Regions from separate parts of the Mus musculus genome. Here region 2 is linked to region 1. The links are chromatin contacts, called in public promoter capture Hi-C maps. All regions are on one chromosome and are shown on one strand. The core of a region is the stretch at or near the end of the contact, and the rest is flanking DNA. Distances in the headings are between cores, read along the strand shown.

What was found. Promoter capture Hi-C pulls out the DNA fragments that hold promoters and counts their contacts.
Region 2: a contact with region 1 is called in a promoter capture Hi-C map of hippocampal neurons, with 4 times the contacts expected there. The contact joins the promoter of 1700007P06Rik here to the promoter of 1700023G09Rik in region 1. A contact is called at or near these places in 11 of 39 promoter capture datasets (the 3T3-L1 cell line, cranial neural crest, embryonic stem cells and 7 more).

Annotation. Positions count from the first base shown.
Region 1 is chr1:186,923,590-186,929,795 of GRCm38.p6, reverse strand. It overlaps 1700023G09Rik (a long non-coding RNA gene), which reads right to left and starts at 3,178. Exons shown (of 4, transcript XR_865834.3): 1 at 2,719-3,178; 2 at 725-800; 3 at 240-373. All of the region lies in intron 1 of Gm39732 (a long non-coding RNA gene), which reads left to right.
Region 2 is chr1:187,121,563-187,127,744 of GRCm38.p6, reverse strand. It overlaps 1700007P06Rik (RIKEN cDNA 1700007P06 gene), which reads right to left and starts at 2,607. Exons shown (of 3, transcript NR_040554.1): 1 at 2,430-2,607; 2 at 1,762-2,115; 3 at 1-183. The region is part of intron 6 of Spata17 (spermatogenesis associated 17); the gene reads left to right. It overlaps Gm15509 (predicted gene 15509), which reads left to right and starts at 3,380. Exons shown (of 3, transcript NR_151534.1): 1 at 3,380-5,264; 2 at 5,685-5,779.

The DNA of each region.
Region 1 (6,206 bases), core at 1,929-4,428:
TTTAGGACATCCTTTGTGTTATAGTTTACATTGTACACAGTGCAAATATTTATTATCATTACAACAGAGGCGGGGGCTAATTGACTTGCAGAGTTCATTTTCTTGTCAATAAATTTGTATTTAGTTTTAGAAATTTGTGACCTTTCTAGAATAAAATAATTGTCTATGAAATTGAAAGACACAAAGTAAAGGTACCGTGCCCCCTATGTTGTGCACCCCTTTTTATCTAATGAACTTACTAAGCAGATTCTCTTTCTGTGTTGACGTAAATGCTGTGTGCCTGGCACAGTCATAGGCTGATGCTGAAACTCCTTCCAGCGCTGGTTTGCTCTTTTTGATGGAGATTCACCTTTCTAAGCACCTCATCTTCATACTTATGTGAACAGAGAGCAGACAGCTGTTTCCCTACAAGCACCACACTTGGACCCACAGACATGCAAATTAGCTGACACACACTTAGTGCAGTTGCATTTTTATTACATTTACTCACTTCCTAACAAGCCTCCTTGACAGTAGCTGAAGCAAGACCCTCTAAATGTAGCTCTAAATGCGCACTTTAAAAAAAATGAGATTAAAAAAAGACACCTGGAAAGAAACAAACCAGAGTAAGATTTCCTTAGTTCTTAACTTCGAGGCTACCGTGAAAACATTCTTCCAAAATAAATAAAATAGTTTGAAGCTTCAAATCTGTGAAATTTGTCATGATAATCAGCATATGACTTACCTCTGTGTCCCAGGCCGCAGCCAGAGGTCCAGAAGTGCTGGCCCCTAACCAAGCAGCTATTGACAGTTGATGGCTTCTGAAGGAAAAAGAGTTTTCTTTAAGGATATGATGATTCCTGGTAGGTCAGACATACCCCAGGACACGGCTACACAGATAAGAGTATACGGGCAATACAGGTTTTCAGTTCACTTAAAAAACAGGTCTTGAGGTTGGAAAGGAGTAGGGTGTTAGAGGGTGGATCTGGGAGGAGTTAGGGGGTGGTATGTGGGCAAATGTGTTATTAAAATTCATTGTATACATATATGAAATTCCCAAAGAATTATAGATTACATTTTAACAAAGAAAAGTAGACATTCCCTTCCCCTGAAATTGTCAGCCGGGTCACTGTAAGGAGCTAATGACTTTGTTTTGTGTTTCAAGTTGTCATCAGACACAACAAGTCATTGCTTTTCAAATTTCCTCCTAAAAACACTCTTCCCTTTCCACCCTTGACAATGCTGTATTTTAGAAGGAAAGATGCCCCAAAAGACAAGGGCTTTCTTGAAAAGTCTGATACCTAAGCAAGGAAAACGGGGTCCTTGAGGGTGCTGAGGGTGATTGTGTCAGGTTGTGTACCAAGCACTGTCTATGGGGTAAAAACAAGCACTCATGCTTATATAAATATGGTATTTAACAAATGTTTAGGATGCATGTGTGTGTGTGTGTATGTATGTGTATATGTATGTGTGTGTATATATATATACATATATATATATCATAGATTACCCTCTTTATAGTTAAGCATGTACTAAAATTACATGCTTAAAATTATAATTACAAATCTTATTGTTATTAATATTATAATTTAGAAATTTTTTTATTTCTGGATTTCCAACCTCCAGTGGGATAGATTATGAGTTATAATTATATATAATTTTACTAAGTCTGAGACAGGAAGATCATTGCAAGTTCAAACCCAGTCTGGGCTATTCAGTGGGTTACAAGTTAGACTGGACTAGGTTGAAAACCTGTCCCAGAACAAAAGGGAGAGAGGGAAGAAGAAAGAGTAATAGATTTTTCTCCCTAACTCAGTGCAATTAAATGCATCTCTGAGAATAGCAAACAGATTCTGGAGTGACCCATTGGAGAGACAGGGAACATATCTTCAGTCCTGTGGACAATAGAAGCCACATACTTAAAATTCCAATTTAATTGTAGTCTTAATTAACCGGAATTTGAAATTTCACGAACGTTTTCTTTTTTTCCTTATTCTGAGACAGTGCTTTGTGTAGCCCAGGCTGGTTTCCAACTAGTCACGTAGCTATGGACAACCTTAAACCCAGGTCCTCAGGTACCAGCCTCCCTCTTAGGTGCTGGGATTCCAGGCATGTGATGTCATAATCAGTTTGCAGAGTTTAAAATTTCAAAGCTAGTTATCAGAGTAAAGTAATAGACTAACTAACCAGCATTCCTGGTTAGAACTAACCAGGTATAGTCATAGAAAATAGCCACCATTCCAGAGATTATTCTTTTCTTGCCAGGATCTAATGACTCCAGGGCTCTTCTCAGCTTCTGCCCCAGAGAAATAGCCTGGCAGCCGTATAAGCCAGTCACAAGCTTTCCTGATCTGAGTCCATCTGGTCTTATGCAAAAACCACCTCTGTTTCCTGGAATGGTGTAGTCCTGTTATTTTTTTCCCTATGTAATACCCCCCAATAAGATTTTAAGATGAGTTCCTCACAAAATTATGACTATTATATTAAATAAACAGGAATATCATTAAAACCTAAAGAAAGGGGCAGAAGTAATTTCAGTACCAGTCATTTCTTCTTAGTGAATGCTTTATCTAAACGGTCGTTGAACTCTCCTCCTCTCAAATCGAGCTCACTTAAAACTCTAATGTTGGATTTGCTCCCATACCAGGTAGATGCAGTCACTGCCAGCACCAGGCTGGGCTTCCTGCATTTACCCATCACTTCACAGACCACCTCACATCATCCTCACAGCCTTCACACCTCCAATCCCAAAGTCTCTCTCTGTGCTACAGCCGAACACCTTGGGAATTCTTTTGATCTGCATCTGTCTAATAATCTCATCTCCATGCGCAGAAAGCACTGGAAGTTTGCTGTCCGTCCTCCAGGTTAAGGTTGTCCGCTCTTCAAAGAAATTTAAGATCATCAAAGCCTCTTGGAGAGCAAAGCGCTCCACTGGTTTGAGTAAAACTGACATCACAATAGTTCACCAAAGAGCTGTGGGTCCTCCCACAGCAGTGTGCGCGTGATGAGCTCCGGGACCCCCTCAAGCCCCAGGGTTCCTTCCACACAGCTGCTGGAGGAATAACAGCCACCAACATCCCACAACATCAAGGCAACAGCAGCGCTGAAATGGAATGTACAGTTAAATAAAACCCAAACTCCAGATCCCTTCTCTGAAAGGGCCTAATTTCTTTCCCCTCTTGGAGTGGCTTTGAAACAGGGCTCGTTCTACAGGCAAGAAGAGTCTTTGTTCACTGATTGCTTGTGATGTAATTAGCTGATGGTCAGGCTCCTGCATATTTTGTGTGAACAGGACAACAATGTGTGTGTGTGTGTGTGTGTGTGTGTGTGTGTGTGTAAGAGGCTTAGCCAATCTGGAAATCTTTTGAATTTTAAGACACAATTAGTCTGAGTCATTACAATAGCAGCAGGAGAAAGCAGCAAGGCCAGCCACTTCGTTGTGAGTCAGGAATTTTTACCTCAGGAAATGAGAATGCTGCTCTTCTCTTCTCACTTGTAGCAGTGGGAAAAAGAGTCTGAATTGAGTGATTTTAGACCCAGAAAGCTGCTGTTTAGAATTCCCAGCTCTCCTTAAGCCAGGGTCTACAAGCTGAATGTTGGTTTCCAAGAGATTTTTAGTTGACTTTTTTTTTTTTCCTCTGTGACTTTGGATGTTATTTTGATGACAGATTATCAAAACACTAAAATCTATGTTAGAAACATCACTAGCAATGAGGAAAAATAAAAGGGGGAAATAGACCTTGGTCATGACTGTTAAACAGAGAGAATATTGAAAACCTCTTTTTTTTTTTTTTTTTTTTTGGAAGAAAACAAAAGGCCAAGCTGCATATGTTTACTAAGTTTGCTATGACATTAGAGTGACTTTTGAATTTCATGTTGACAGGAACTAAGCTGTTCAGTTACTGCCATCTTATGTCTCAGACTTCTCCGTGCATGGCCTCTGGTTTGTGCCTCTCAGATTTCTAGAGACCCAGAAGAGAGCTTTGAATATCTTGTGAGTTCATCCACAATGATTCCCCTCTCTCTCTCTCCCCCCACCCCCCCCACCCTGAGTGTGTGTGTGTGTGTGTGTGTGTGTGTGTGTGTGTAGGACAGTGGGTTTGATTAAGGAGAAGCACCCTCCCTGGCTTTCCCAGATCACATCCATCACGTTGATCAGCCCCCGAAAGGCAACATATTGTCTGGGACCGGGCCAAGGAGGGATATCAATTTCACAATTGCACTTACGTCGTTCAGCCAGGAACCGGTTTATTTTTGGCTAGTGCAGTCTGAGACCCACTTTGGAAGCTTCATTCACAGGTTCTCGCTTTCTGCCAGCTTCTTGGGAACTTTCTCTTTAGTCAAACAGAGGCGTCTCTTTGCAAAGCAAATTCGCCCCCTGTGTGCCAGTCTGGAACCAGACATCTTCCATAAGTCATGTTTTATATTTTAAGAGTTCTGAGAGTTTTTCCTCTTCTATTATTAATTCTTTTACAAAGAGAGATTTTTATCAAGGAAAAGGGATTCCTTTCAAACATAGATCTAAGAAAAAGCCATGGTGGGTAGCAATATTATTTGAGGAAAGTTTTTTAAAAGCAACAATTGTATCAAGAATTTGTGACATCAGCTAATAGCAACGACAGTGATAAAATATCATTTATGCTGTTAAGAAGCCAGCCCTATTGAGGCGCATGGCTTTTGCTGTCTGGCATCTAAGTGTCTAAATGTCTTTTTAAATGATTTTTTAATATTGTATGTTGAGAAGTAACAGAGTTACATATTGTGGTTCAGGTCCTTGTCAACATTTAACACAGATGGTTCACAGCACTCTGACCATGGTCACTACTTGTATGTTTTCCCCTTTAAAACACATAGCCCGTTAATTCATTTACTGTGCTAGTTTTTCTTACTGGACAATTTCTCACCCTTTGTAGTCACTGCTCTTGCCTGGAATTTTGCCTGATCAGGAAAAGTATGCTCACAAGGGAGAAAATTATGTGGATTATTAAAGCAACTATTTGAGGGAGGGAGGGAAGAAGGGAGGGAGGGAGGGAGAGAAAGAGAGAGAGAGATCTTTGGAATATCTCGAGTTTTAGTGAATTGTCACAAGTAACTCAAGTTTAGTGTGTCATTTGTGTTTTGTGAATTATATAACAAATTACAGAAATAAATTAAGTAACTTCCTAAAATATGCACCTGTTTCGTTCTAATAGTCGAAAAAATTTTAGTGTTAAACTTCAAATGCCAAATAATACTTTTTTTCTCAGAGTTACATTCTGATAGATAAGTGCTTAGTGGTGGCACTGATAGTAAATACGATTAAGTAACTATTTATTAAACAAATATTTGTGAGGCATATGTATCAGGCTTAATGGTGAGTGTGATACTATTCTTTCGGCTTTAAAATATCCTCCCGGGGTAGATTTAGTACTAGCTGCAAGCATGAAACGGAGCATTCTGTTTAAATCATCTTCCTCAGAGAGCCTAGGTCTCCCTCAGCCGGCGCCCAGGTTTGCTCATTTGAGCGAGGTTCCTTTTGCGTTGTTGGAATGAGGGGAAACTTCCTTACTGTTTTCTCAGCGTCCTGAAAGGATGCCAGCCAGTCACAGTGTGCCAGGAAAACCAGCCCAGCTTCTGTTCTGAGCACAGTATTGGGGTTATAATAAGCACCGGCTCCTTAGCATGTTGAAATGAGCTGACGTGTGCTAATGACCCCCAGCGAGAACTATCTCTGAAATGTACGGCTACATTCTTTAATTACCTGTAAATGGTTTCCTTGAATTATTTGAAAATGATTCCGTTTGGGTTTGGGGAATAAAATGACTCTCTCATAGCCTGTGTTTACAGTTTAAACATTATAAACAATCTTCTTTATTTTTAGCATAAGAACTACCTGGTTTCTTCCTTCCTTCTTTCCTTCCTTCCTTTCTTTCTTTCTTCCTTCCTTCCTTCCTTCCTTCCTTTCTTTCTTTCTTTCTTTCTTTCTTTCTTTCTTTCTTTCTTTCTTTCTTCCTTCCTTCCTTCCTTCCTTCCTTCCTTCCTTCCTTCCTTCCTTCCTTCCTTTCTTTCTTTCTTCCTTTCTTTCTTTCTTTCTTCCTCTCTTCTCTTGATGCAAAGTACGGCAAGATCTCATTTTAATTTCCACACTTGCTATTTCTCCAGAGAGGGCTTCTGCACTCAAGTTCATCTTAGAGGACAAAAATACTAATTAATACTTGTGAATCAATCAGTAGTTGTATAAAAATCTT
Region 2 (6,182 bases), core at 1,358-3,857, 200 kb before region 1:
ATAGGATGTTCCTCAGGAATGTCTCAGGGGCTTCTCAGCAGGCAGTGTAGTGTCTTGGAGAGAGCAGTGGCAGGTGACAGAACAAAAGAGCCATCTAGGTCAGAAGGCTCCACCTTAGGTAATTTCCTTCTCAGTGGCAGCAAGGTCAAAATCTGGATCAGCCTGCTTCAGGGCTGAGGGAGGCTACAATGGATTACATTGATTTCAGTATGGTTTCAGTATATTGAACCATCCTTGCATCCCTGGGATGAAACCTATGTGATCATGATGGATGGTCATTTTGATGTGTTCTTGGATTATGTTTGCAAGAATTTATTGAGTGTTTTTACATAAATATTCATAAGGGAAATTGGTCTGGAGTTCTCTTTCTTTGTTGGGTCTTTGTGTGGTTTAGGTATCAGAGTAATTGTGGCTTCATAGAACGAATTAGGTAGAGTACTTTCTGTTTCTATTTTGTGGAATAATTTGAGGAGTATTAGAACTAGTTCTTTTTTGGAACATCTGATAGAACGCTGCACTAAACCCATCTGGTCCTGGGCTTTTTTTGGTTGGGAGACTATTAATGACTGTTTCTATTTCTTTGGGGGATATGGGACTGTTTTGATCGTTAAACTGATCCTGATTTAACTTTACTACCTGGTATCTGTCTAGAAAATAAGCTTGCTGTGTTAAGTCCTCTTGACCAGAAGGCAAGCATACATTTCTGGCCCATAGGGACAGGTTTTAGGGCTATTTTTTGCCTTCTCAGAAAGAGCCCATTAGAGAGAAGTAAACGTGTAATTACCATCTGATTTAGTTACCTCTGCTGCCTAGACAGCAGCTGTAATTTGGAAACAAACAAAGTCCATTCACTACTGCATTGATTGAGATCGAATGAACAGAAACATGTGTCTCTGACACCTTACTCCCAGATTAGGTACGAATGGTTCTTTAAATTAGTAATATTCATATTACTAATAAAGATGCTTTTTAATGATCCAAATGACAAAAATGGACTATTTGTTGCTATATTCAACACCATCTGCAATGCCAAGACATTCGATGGCAGAGGGAGTCAGGATCTTTGCCAGGGACCTGTGGTGGACTAATCAGGGTAGAAACTGGGCACGTGAGGGAAAGAAAGGCCTCAGAACCTAATCCCAGACACCCTTCCCTGCTTGAGTTCAGAACCAGTCAGAGAAAGATGGAACAGATCTGCTTTGTAAGTTCTGGACTCTGTGTCAGAAAGACTTTGATTTTGTGGGATTCTATCACTTCTTTCTGCTTCCCCCACTAAGACAGAGACCAGTCCCATCGCTGTACACAGAAAGGGAAAGAGGGAGGGGGTGTTTGCTTCCCATTGCCAGGCTTGCTTCCCAGAGGAGGAAGGCAGAGGCTAACCTAGGCTACAGCACCATCTGCACCCCAGACTGAAAACTTGTCTTCAGTGCTGCAGCAAAGGAGAGTGAGGAGCACGGGGAACTCCGCTCACTAGAATACAGTGTTGACAGGAGACTTAGGTTAGAGGGGGATGCTCAGACTAACTAGAATGTATCCCTGTTCCCAAAATAGCCACATGGGGGAGGAAGCTTGGCAAGATAGGGGATGAAAACAGCTAAACACAACACTTAGGGATGTTTACGACAGGTGAGAGGTGGGTGAGTGGCAGGAGGGTGAACTTTTCAATATGTAGGGAGAGACTAGCTTCCATGGCATGAAGTGGTAAAGACAGGACCGTTCACGGGCACTGTTGTGTGGAGAATCAGTAGCCCAAATCATTACCGTTGGAGCATCCCAGCATCCTCACTGTTCCCTGGCAGTGCTTCCCTGGCGCTGGGGAACCACACAGCAGATCCACGGCTCTTTATTCCAAGATGCTCGTTTCCCCTTCACACTTGTGGGAGGCGGCGGTGCAAGTCAGTGCTTCTTTTCCCTCAATCCTTAAATATTTTGTTCTAGTTTCTTTCTCTTCTTTCTTCGTTCTCTTCTTCCCTTCCTCCCCCTGTCTCATTCATCAATCCCTTCCTTCCGCCTCCCTTGTCCTCTTCCTTTCTGCCTTCCTTCATTCATGCTGAGCATCATGGTTCTTTCAGCCATGGTTCAGCACAGGTTCTTGAACCATGCTTGCTACCGTACCTGAACATGGGGACCAAAAAAGGGCAACAGTAAAAGTTTCTCGGACATGCAATGACCAAAATTAATCCAAAATCTAACACACAGGAGCTCAGGCTCTTTCTGGTAGTGCTCAGCTATTCTGCACTGTGAGATTTTATTCTGAGCACACAGCATCTAGGCCTGGTAGTGGCGCACCCTTACACGGTGCAATGACAGTGGATAAGCCTGAGGGAAATTGGCAGCCATTATACTTCAGATGTTTCTCTGGTCCTTTCCCACATTCTCGCTCATCATTCACAGTACAGACATGCCACACCTCCACCAAGTGCCCGTACCTCTTGGACATTCTGCTCCAGTTTTGCTTTTTTGTCTTGTTTTGAAATTTATCTTGACAAATCAGAGATCCTTTCCTCAGCCAGGCTCAGTCTCCTAAGAAGCCTCAGAGGCTTTCTTCACTGCTGCTTGAGCAGTGCTTCCTGGGTCCAACTTCATCTCTCCGCTCACACTGGCCATGTGCCCTACCATAGCATTCAGCCTTCTGGAATCCCTGGTGTGGAACTGGATGAATATGGAATGGAATTCTCACATTTATGACATATTTGGGCTTAGGTTTTATGAGTAACTTGCCCCCTTCTATGTCTCTCTTTCTTTGTCTCTGTCTCTCTCTGTGTGTCTCTGTCTCTCTGTCTGTCTGTCTGTCTCTCTCTGTGTTTGTGTGTATGTGTGATATATTCATGCGAATGTGCTGTATGTTGAAGTCAGAGGTCAGCCTTGGTTGTCTGTCCTCACCTACCACTTTATCTGAAAGAGTTTCTTTGTTGTTGGCCAGGTTAACTTGCCTGCACACTTCCTAGGATTCTCCATACTCGCCTCCCATCTGTCTGTGATTTCCCTTTGGACTGTAGTTATTGCCATCATTTTCGTGGTCACTCTGGGCTTTCGCCTAAGTTTATCTTTTAAAGGAGATATGAAAAATCAGGAAATTGAAAAATTATGGCCAAATTCAACTCAAATTCTCAACATTTTGGTAATATCCTTGTGCCACAGTGGCCAGATTGATGTCCCCTGACTGTGCCCCATGTCTTCCCCTCCTTTGCTCCTTCAGTCATTCTGTTGGCCTCAGTGCCTTTCTTCCATTTTTATTACAAAGTTCTATGTAGCCTTAGGACAAATTGTGAGAATTTTGCCTCAGAGACTGAGTTCCATACTGTGTTCTGTGTCTTTGATAACAGGCACTAGGAGATACCCACCATCAGCCAGTTATGCCACAGCCAGTCATGCCAAGTCTTGAGTTTTAACCTCTTTCTTTTAAGAATAGCTTCATGGGATGAAAGCCATCTCTTTGCATATCTTAGATTGAGCAGATTGGTAGGTGTTCTATAGTCATTGATTTTAATTAGGGAATATTGTATTTAAGTTACTTTCTTCTAACCCACATTTCACAGGAAATGCTTTAATGCATAATATTGATGAGAACAGCAAATTCACTTCTGAAAAAGCAAGATTTTTTTTTACTTAATAAAGACAGCTATTTAAAATATTTCTGATCATATTATAGTAAAATAATAGTAAATCTTTGTTTCTTCTCCTTCTAGAAATACTTAAAGAAAATAAAAATTCCTCCACAATAAAACAGGCAACCACAGTATCTATGGGGCGTCCTTTGCACCTCTACCTTTCCCTGACCAAAGCTCTGAGGGCCCTAGTGATCTCTTCCAGACAAGCAGAGCCCCAGGGAGTACTGGAGTCTCTTCCAGGCAAGAAGAATTGTGGGGCGGGGAAAGAGCTGGAATCTTCTTCTAGTGAATCAGGGCTGAATGCAGTTGTACTGCACTCCTGAGTTCCTCTGGAAGAACAGCCAGCAAGTGAGCACACCAGCCACAGGCAGACGTTAGTGGAAAATGGCCCCTGTGTGCTGCTGTGCAGGCCTGAGCTCTCAGAAGGCGGCGTGCTCATGTCTCAGGTCTGCTTTAACAGGCCTTTGCTGTACTTTGAATGACACCTTTAAGAAGTCTGCTTTCCTCTTTCCTCGATGTTCCTCTTCTTTCTTCCCTCCCCTCCCCTCCCCTCACCTCCCCTCCTCTCCCCTCTTCTTCTCTTTCCTTTTCTTTTCTTTTCTTTCCTGTTCAGTTCTGTTCTGTTCTGGTGGCAGGGGTAAGGACAGAATCTAGGACCTGACATGTTATAGGCAAGGACTACAGCTCAGAGACAAAGTGACAAAGAGTCACAAACGGAGGCCTGTGGGAAGTATATCGGCTTCCTAAGGTTTAAGCTAATGTGCTTTTAAATAATAAGACAGAGCAGCTACTAAGACTACCCAGACCCCGAATTTTCTTAACCACAGTAAAACAAACAGCATGTGTGCGAAGATAGTAATGGTTAGCTTTTGTGTATATATTTTTAATTGCTTTATGTCAATATGTTCATATCACAGATACTTTAGTGAGAGCCCAGTGATGAGTTCAGCCTGAGGTGCAGGAGGAATGACCATGCTTCCTCTAAGTCCTCAGCTGGGACAATCCCGTGTGCAGTAGCCTCCTGCACCCTGGGCTGCAGCAGTGGCAGGCAACATTCTCCTAAGAGCAGGGCAATTCCTTGCTGAGTGGGGGTTTTGTGAATCCCATAGCACACGTAGGCTGACGCTGTGCTAGAATGTCTTGCCATTGTTGTCCAGCAGCCCCTTCCATGGCAAGTAGTCCACTCAGTTCTCAGGTTCATCTTTACTTGTCCAGCCGTCAGGACTCTGCTACTATGTTTTGTTCTGTTTATGTTTTCTTTCAAACTGCATCGGTTTCAAGTTTAGTAGAGACGTGGACTTTAGGTAGGCCTCCTTTGAGAAACGTGTACCATTCAGTGGTGTTCACAGATTTTAAATCGAGGCCTGAGAATGGTTTTAGATTTTTGTCTCTTTTTGTGCCAGTCTGTGACTTCTATTTGCTAAGTGACTTGACAGTAGTTTCCAAAAACAGAAAAAGGTGAAGTATCTGGGCTAGCCTGTTCACCTCTGCTCTCTCAAGTCTGGGCAAATGTCAGTTTCTTACATGGTGAAGCCTGACATTGAAAGATGAATGACTGTGCAGTGGGAAGCTGAGGTGTTCGAGTCCAGATCCATAGTCTCCGCAGTTCACAGAAGCGAGCTGAGGAGGAAAGCTCAGGAAGGAAGGACCAGAGTAAGTTACGCTGTGCATCCCTCAGGCACACAGGAAACAAAGGTCTGTGTAGAGGAGCTGCAGCCCACACAGCCAGAGAGTACATACAGCAGGTGCTCAGGGAAGCAGGCGCTTCCTTCTCTTTTGGGTCAGTTGCACCTTTAGACACTTTCCCATCTAGCACTTAAGCATAAGAATAAAAACGGAGGAGAAAAAAGCCTGCTGATAGATTGTTAGAAATATGGAATAGTTCAAAATATTAATGTAAGGCTAAGGGTGACTGGGTAACAAATGGTACATTTGCTCATTGCTCAACCCGACATAATTAATATTCTAGGTCATGCTTAAGTTCCCATGATGGACGGTCTGAAGGGGGGAATTCAGGAAAAAAAAATATCTATTATATAACTCATTGCCTTTTTTTTTTTCTTTTGTGACCAGTCAGAACCATAGCCTTTAAAAAAATCAGCTTTCACACCCCATTTGCGGTCTTCACCACTGGGCCACCAGTCAGCAGCCCAGCCTGCTGCAAGGAGGTCAGTAGGAAGCTATTAGCAGAGTCTCCCCCTGGGAGCTCTGGGTCTTATTGAGTTGAATGTTAGCATGACAGTACTGCAAATAGCTCAGGTGTAGGCTTTTTCTTTTTCTTTCTCCTTTTTCAAACAGTTAGCACAGATTTCCCCATAGTGTTGGTCACTCTAGGAAATTATTGCTGAAAATGAAGTCCCCAAAGCTAGCATGGCAGTGGCCTTTCCAGGCTGTGAAAAATGGGGAAAGGAGAAACTGTGCCACAGAACCTGGGGGTGGGGTGGCTGGGGCTTTTGTGACTCACAGCAAAACATTCTTCTTAGCCAGGTAGATCGTGGAATGTGGCAGTCGGGACAAACACACATTTATAAGTTTTTCTTAAAGAAACAATAACTAAATGGCTACTCTAGC